2 separate regions of the Anas platyrhynchos genome follow, and region 1 is linked to region 2. A link is a contact called in public Hi-C data. All regions are on one chromosome and are shown on one strand. The core of a region is the stretch at or near the end of the contact, and the rest is flanking DNA. Distances in the headings are between cores, read along the strand shown. Region 1 has its middle 120 kb from the start of DYNLT2. Region 2 overlaps PSMB1 (proteasome 20S subunit beta 1).

Region 1 (3,333 bases), core at 785-3,284, 290 kb after region 2:
CTTTTTATCAAAGATATCTTTGTAAATAACCTCTTTCTCTTTCTGTGCGCTTGGTTGTCCTGCCAAATTAGCTGTGCTGCCATGGAGACGTGGCATCAGCAATCCTTGTTCTTTTTCTGTAGGATTTCACTAGGCCCTTGTCTCAGGCCTTGACTGAATTAGAAAAAAATAATGAGATATTGAATGTAAATGTTATACTCTTAACATTGTTGGTAATGGTGTTGTAAACGTTGTAATATTTTATAGGGCAATTTGTCTTAGTTTTTCCCTGAATACATGTATCCGTTGTTTTTTTAGTTTATCCCATAATTTAAGCATGGTATCAATACATTTATTTAGCAAATAAGCTCGTTAGAGAGATAGTAATCTGTATATGTCTAAACAATGAAGAAGATAGATGAACCTGTAGAAATTAAGTCTCTTCCTTATTTATTTTTCTTTTTTGGTCTCCATAGAATATGCCATGGGAATTAGCAATATAATAATCACAGCCATTTTTTTTTCTTCCAAAAAAGGACAAAGAAATATCTCTGTTCTACCTATGGTTAGAAATGACACTCTTTCAAGACTTGCTGCATGTACAAGATGAAATACACTGTACTACTACGTACACATTTCTTGGTTCCTATGGACTGACAATCCTACAGAAGATGTTATTTCATCAGGGTAAGGACACAGTTATTTCTTCAGAAAAACTGTAGATTGCCATTTCCTGATGGAAAAAGACAACCCAAAACCACCTCTGCCAAAAATTTCCCAACAAGCTCCAGGTGGGAACTTTGTGGGGAGGAGCCAGGCATTTTAGCAGGTTTATATGGAAAGTTTGGAAGAGTTTCCTCAAGATAAGGCTTTTTGGGGGGAGACAGAGCAAATACAGAGGAAGTGATTCCTGTTCACACATTGCACTGAAAGGCAGATGCCCTTCCCAGTCCCAAGTTACCCAAAGATCTTTGTTAAATTAAGTACTTTCTCATCTGCATCCATATGCCAGTGACAGGACTAATAAGGAGCAATGAACATCATCGTGAGAGCTGACAAGTACTTAAGCAGGAGTGGAGTTAGATAATGAGATTTTTTCTCAGGTGTTTTCACTCCCCTAAGGGAGTCTCAGGGGAAATTTTGAATGAATTAATGTGAAAAAGGCAGAGCTACGTTTTGAAATTTCAGATTTCCAGGAATATTTTTCACATCGCAGTGTCAGCTTCCCCTTCCTCCTCAAAATATGCCAGATTGCTGGCTTTTTACCAGAAACAAGCAATAGAAATAATAATAATAAAAAATCCCTAAGCAACTTCACCTCTTCCCTTGTCCCCCTAGCTGACACTGTATCTGAAAAATAGCGCAACGTTCACATTGAAGCCTTTGAGTTTGCACAATCACTTCCCCTTATGGAGATGTCATCTTATGGTGTTGACCCCTTTCACAGCAGCTGGAAATTCCCCTTGTGCAGATACCTGTACAACCCCTTCACTGCAACCCTGCCAACTGAGACAAGCTGAATTTGTTTTGCAAATCATCATTCTCATTGCTAACGAGAACAATATAAAGAGTCCAGAAGAGTGAAAGTTAAGAAAGTCCCTCTGAATTTACTTCCTTGAGTGTCCCTTACAACATGCTGTATGAGAAAGGGTGATCTCTAAAGCAAGTGTAATATCTTGCTGAAGTTCCTTGTCTGAGCGGCACAACTTACAGATGGGCATTCCATTAACTGTTTTGGGGCAATACTTGAAACGGTGCCTAAAATGGTTCCTCAAAGGCCTAGAAGAACATTTGTCTTTAAATATCTGACAGACTTACAGGTACTGATTGAACATTGGTGCAAAGCTAAGTTATGTTGGCTGAAGTCAGCGGTCTAGCACTAATATGATGATATGAATTTTAAAGCCACGAGCTGACAGAATATTTCTAACACCGGAGAGAGTTTTCTGCTCCAAGATTGACTTTACTGTTCACTAAGCTTCTCTATACATCCACAGGATCAAGAATCCCCATGCCTTTTATGTAACTTTAACCACAGATGACTCAAACTTGACATTTGGGGGTGGTATTTTTTTCTCCATGTAGACACAGACTGAGCTCTGTGTGTTGGTCTTTCTGCTGCTCAGTAGCAACATCTGCTGGCTATTGAGGACCGGCTGTATTTTGAAGGAAGTCCAGTAAAACACATCTGGCTGGAGAACAGTTGAACATGCTTGTCTACACAGAGATCTTGAACAACATGTTGTTGAGAGAAAATTAGGTGCTAGAAGTAATTATGGACCACATGTTGGTTGACCTGGGGTAGACCACTTTGGAGTACAAAGGAGTTCAAGACTACTGAATTTGTGGTCCTCCTCTGGCTGAGACCACAAGGAGAATAAAACATTCACCATCATTTGTTCTTCACAGCTACATCCCTTGGTGGAGTGAGAGCTTGCAACTGTGACAAACTGCTAAAAGTGAAGTAGTTTAATTCTAGAGAGAAGGGTTTGTGAGGCAGAGGGGAAGCTCTGTCTGTGTTTTTAGCTTCTAGGACTGACTTCCTCATATTCTAGCCCTATGAAAGTAGGTTATTCCAGGATAAATGGTACATTGCATTGCCACCCTCTTATTTGAACAGATTTTCTTGCACTCACGTCTCAGCAATGACACAACAAATGTGATACAACTGCCCAGGCTCTGTCACCACAATAGTTATGTCCCTCTGGCTTATGACTCCATCGTTTTAAGAAACCCTTTTAATTTCAAGTGTTTTTTGCCTCTAAAATGGCAACAGAGGGAAGCATACTGATGTCCTTACAGAAAACAGAAAAGACACAGAAAAACTAAACTGAGGATTCATGTTGAAACATTATAGAACATCTGGAGGTGTTCAAGATAAAAATGAATATTTAAGGCTTCATTGCAGCTATGATGTTGGCAATCTTATATCATGTGTATAAGGCAATCTTAGATCTTGTTAAGTCAAAAGATGTTGACTGTCACTGTTAGTAGGACACAGTAGTACCTATTCTGGTATTACATGGGCCAGTGGAAGAAGCAAGAACTGCCTTTCTTAGGAAGCTGAAACAGTTACAAATACCATCTTTCATACATGAAAATAAGAGACACCATCATGAAAAACAAAGGCAATCTTTTCAGTGACATTTTAATAAATACTATGCTGCTCAGTATGGTTTGCATTAGTCTTTCAAAAGGTTCTGGAGCTGTTGAATCCAAAATATTTATAGAAGAATATATATATTTTTTTAATTTATTTAAAATGGTGATTTTCTTACATTTATATGTTAAGAGAGAATTTTGGAGTTCAAATGAATTCTTGTTGTGCACAGTTGAAGTTCAACATGTAGCTAA
Region 2 (3,519 bases), core at 686-3,185:
ATTTGAGGCGTAGTAAATCACTCTTCCAATTCTAACATTGACTTAATGACTAGAATATATTTAATGGGGCAGATCATGTTCTATTATGGGCTATTATTTTAAATTCTGGGTGCATTTAGGAAAACTTGCTTCTAAGAAATGCTTTAACTATGAAATGACTGGAGAAAGGGCTTGTGTGCAGTTCTGATGCTGCTAACCCAGTGAGAAGTTTCTGAACAAACAGATCAGTATCTTGCATATGCTGAATATTAGTAGGAGAGGCTATGCTTTATACTAGATCTGCTTCCGTTTACTTACGTATGAATATCAGCATAGGTAAAGTTCTGATCACGCAGCTATAAACTGTATGGAGGACTGCTTTTGCCAACTCTGTTTTTAAAACAGACTAATCATTTCTTTTGAAGTTGTCTAAATCTGCTCGTTCTAGTGCAGAGATTGAAACAGCTTTTGTGCTAGATGGAATGTACTTCATTTAAAAAGCATTTTCATCTCTTCTTAGATTGGCTTCAAGAACATGCAAAATGTGGAGCATGTACCTCTGACCCTGGAAAAGGCTTTGCAGCTGGTTAAAGATGTCTTTATTTCTGCTGCTGAGAGAGATGTATACACTGGTGATGCACTTAAGATTTGTGTGGTCACAAAAGATGGAATTAAAGAGGAAACCATCCAATTGCGGAAAGACTAATACAGTTCACATACAAACATGTAATCTATGGAATACAACTTAACTGTATCATGAAGATGTTTGTCTTATTAAATTTTTTCAAGAAGTTTGACTACTGTAATGCCGAGTATTTTCTGTCTGGTAGAAGTGATAGTGGTGTTTTTGGTGTGGGGGTTTTTTGTTGATTTTTTAGAAACCCAATTTGTGGCGAGGATGATATTAAATGTTTGTCTAAGTCAATTTGGTTCATCTCATCTTCATCTATTAATCGATCTAATTACATTGTCAATTTAATCCTCTTCTTGCAGTCCCATATGCTACAACATGGAGGATTGTGAACTTGCTAAAATTAGATTGACAGCTTTTCTGATGATGCTTTCTGTTCAGCCTCGGTTTAGTGAGGAAAAGCATTTGTTGTGTTTGTTCCTGCTGTCTTCTCCGTACTTCATAGCTTACTTTTCCCATCTTCTTGTTTATCTTTCTGATGTGCTGTTCTGGCATCTGACCTCTGTATTTATTTACAGATGATAAATCTGAGTTGCCTGAAACAAATTTATCTGCATAAGAGGGAAGAATGTTACATGGAACTTTTCAAAGTTTAGTCCTGAACTCAGCATCTTGACTCACCTCCACATTTGTATTTGGTTGGTGTCCAAAACGGAAGCAGCGTCCTTTTCTGGCTTCTGATGGATAATAGCTTAGCGTGGAGATTCTTGGAAGCCTGTTAACGTTGAGGGTGAAGCTGTCAGTCCTACTAACTTGATTCTCAGGAAATTGCATCAAGCATAGACAGTCAGATCCATGGGAATCTGGCTTGGGTACTAGGACCTTCAGAAAAGCAGAGATGAGTAATCAAGGGCAGAATCATCTGTTGTACAGGAACTTGTTCAGTTTCTACTCATTCAGAAAAGGACATATAAAAAAATATCTCTTTGCTTGAGGTGCCATGCTTGATCTTTATAAAAACAATTCTGTTTGAGCCTGCAGTAAGCTTGTGGCTTGTTTGAAGGTGGCTGACTGCCTTGGGTGCAGCATTGTGGGTGTCGTGCAATTTTTTTTTAGCTTTGGCTAGTCTTCATCAATGACGGTAGTTTCAGGCTTTCTGGACAGTTCAAACAGCAGGTAACTGGCACCAATAGTGAAAGACATGGCACGTTTCAAAGGACTCTGGATGTGTTTAGGAAATCCAGTGAGTGACAACTTGAACACTTTGGGAAGCTGCTACTGCTCATGAAACCCTTTGACCACTGGGTGCCACTGTTGGGCCGTGTCAGGAGGGAACAGCTCGTCCCAGAAGGATCAGCCGCAGTAAAGGGACACAGCATCCCGGGCTGAAGTCACTTGATCCCACAAGTCAGAACTTCCAGGCGCATTCCAGTAACTTACAGGGATGCTTAAGATTATTTGCAAAAGCCATCTTAAACGGGCACAGTTGTAGACTTGATTTTGTAGCTACAGGCTGTGCCTCACTGAGCAAATCGAACACTGTGCAGTAATTCCAAGAACTAAAACCTCACATCTACTTAAAACACAAACCTGGAATGCTAAACTAAATACACACTGTTACTTCAATAAATTAAATTAAAGCACCTTCAGCTCAGCTATCTTTGATACCAATTCCATGCTGATTTGCTAAAGTGTCTCATGAAAAAATGTTAGTTTTGCACAATTGCTGGACTCCAGTGAGACTGGATAGTACTAAAGTTGCAGTGGTAAGCAGCTCACGCTAACAAGTTGACGTGCCTGCCTTTTGGACAGCTCTGTTTCCAATATGCAAGATCTAAACGGTTACTAAGGAAAGGCAACAAACAAGGATCTAATTTGTACCTGAATGAATTTAATGTTCTTGATAGATGCCAAATGTGTAGGAGAGTTGCACTGATTCAATTTAAAAGACTGATTTCGAATTTGGATGCTCGTATAGTCAAAGGTGAAGTTTATATGAAAACTAAATGCACGTCCAACAGACGTAAAGAATTACGTGTTCTAGTTCGAGGTGTCTAGGCTTGTCGGTAAGTTGTTTCAGGAGGAACGCCAGGTGATTTGAGTGTTCAGGTCAGAGGGGAGATACAGCAGGTACTGGGGATGCAAGTTTTCTTGCTACTGGGCACCAGTGCTGTCCAGTTGGAGCACTGGTACAGACGAGATGGCCATTTTGTGTCCTCAGTTCTCCTGTGGAGTATGTCTGGTTGAAGAACCAACAGGGGATGAGAGCTTTTACACAGGCTTGTTGGACTGGAAATACCAATGCCATTTTTTTCAGGAATACCCTGACTTTTCACAACCCTCCTTAGTTTTGTGCTGGTACTTTGTGTATATAAATCAGGTCAGTAGCCGTGTTGCACTGTCTACCATGTCAATTAATGCTTTATGAAGTACTGTGAGCACTATCTAGTTACACAGCTGCCCAGGGTAGTACACTGTGGAGGTACAGCTAGGCAAAACAAATAGAAGAATAAAATAATAAGAAGAATAAATAGAAGAATACCACTTACAGTTCCTAGAAGCAGAGCTCTGGCATTGGCAGTTCTACTTGGCTAGGGATGAGATGTCTCAGACTTTGATGGAAGAGAAGGGAGAAGAAAAGTGTTTGTCTTGCAATACCCTTTCTTAGTATTAAGTTACACGTTTATTTCAAAAGCCAGCTGTGCTGCAGAATTTGGTTAATCTTGGCACGAGCACTTTTAACCACCTTGATCGAGTGCTTGCAAGTGACATGGCAAAAGAAGAGCAAGTGCACAAAGCCGCGACAGCGAGCTCCTCTTCGTCTGGAGCAGTACTAACCCAGTCCTTCAGATGGCAATAGTTAGCTGCTCTAGCTGGCCTCACCACCGTTACACACGGGGTGGGTAAAA

The links. A called contact is a pair of places that touch in the nucleus more often than the background predicts.
Region 1: a Hi-C map of subcutaneous adipose tissue shows a contact between it and region 2, with 2.8 times the contacts expected there. The contact joins two enhancer-like sites. A contact is called at or near these places in 3 of 8 Hi-C or Micro-C datasets (liver, skeletal muscle and subcutaneous adipose tissue).

The regions. Positions count from the first base shown.
Region 1 is chr3:45,612,652-45,615,984 of IASCAAS_PekinDuck_T2T, forward strand. No RefSeq gene overlaps it. Among named protein-coding and RNA genes, the nearest start is that of DYNLT2, 120 kb to the right of the region's middle. Within about 2 kb of position 2,035, at least 1 of the 8 cell types and tissues checked has an H3K27ac peak or open chromatin away from gene starts, as enhancers often do.
Region 2 is chr3:45,320,581-45,324,099 of IASCAAS_PekinDuck_T2T, forward strand. PSMB1 (proteasome 20S subunit beta 1) reads left to right here. Exons shown (of 6, transcript XM_027454202.3): 6 at 500-776. The coding sequence ends at 685. Among named protein-coding and RNA genes, the nearest start is that of PSMB1, 6.1 kb to the left of the region's middle. Within about 2 kb of position 1,936, at least 1 of the 8 cell types and tissues checked has an H3K27ac peak or open chromatin away from gene starts, as enhancers often do.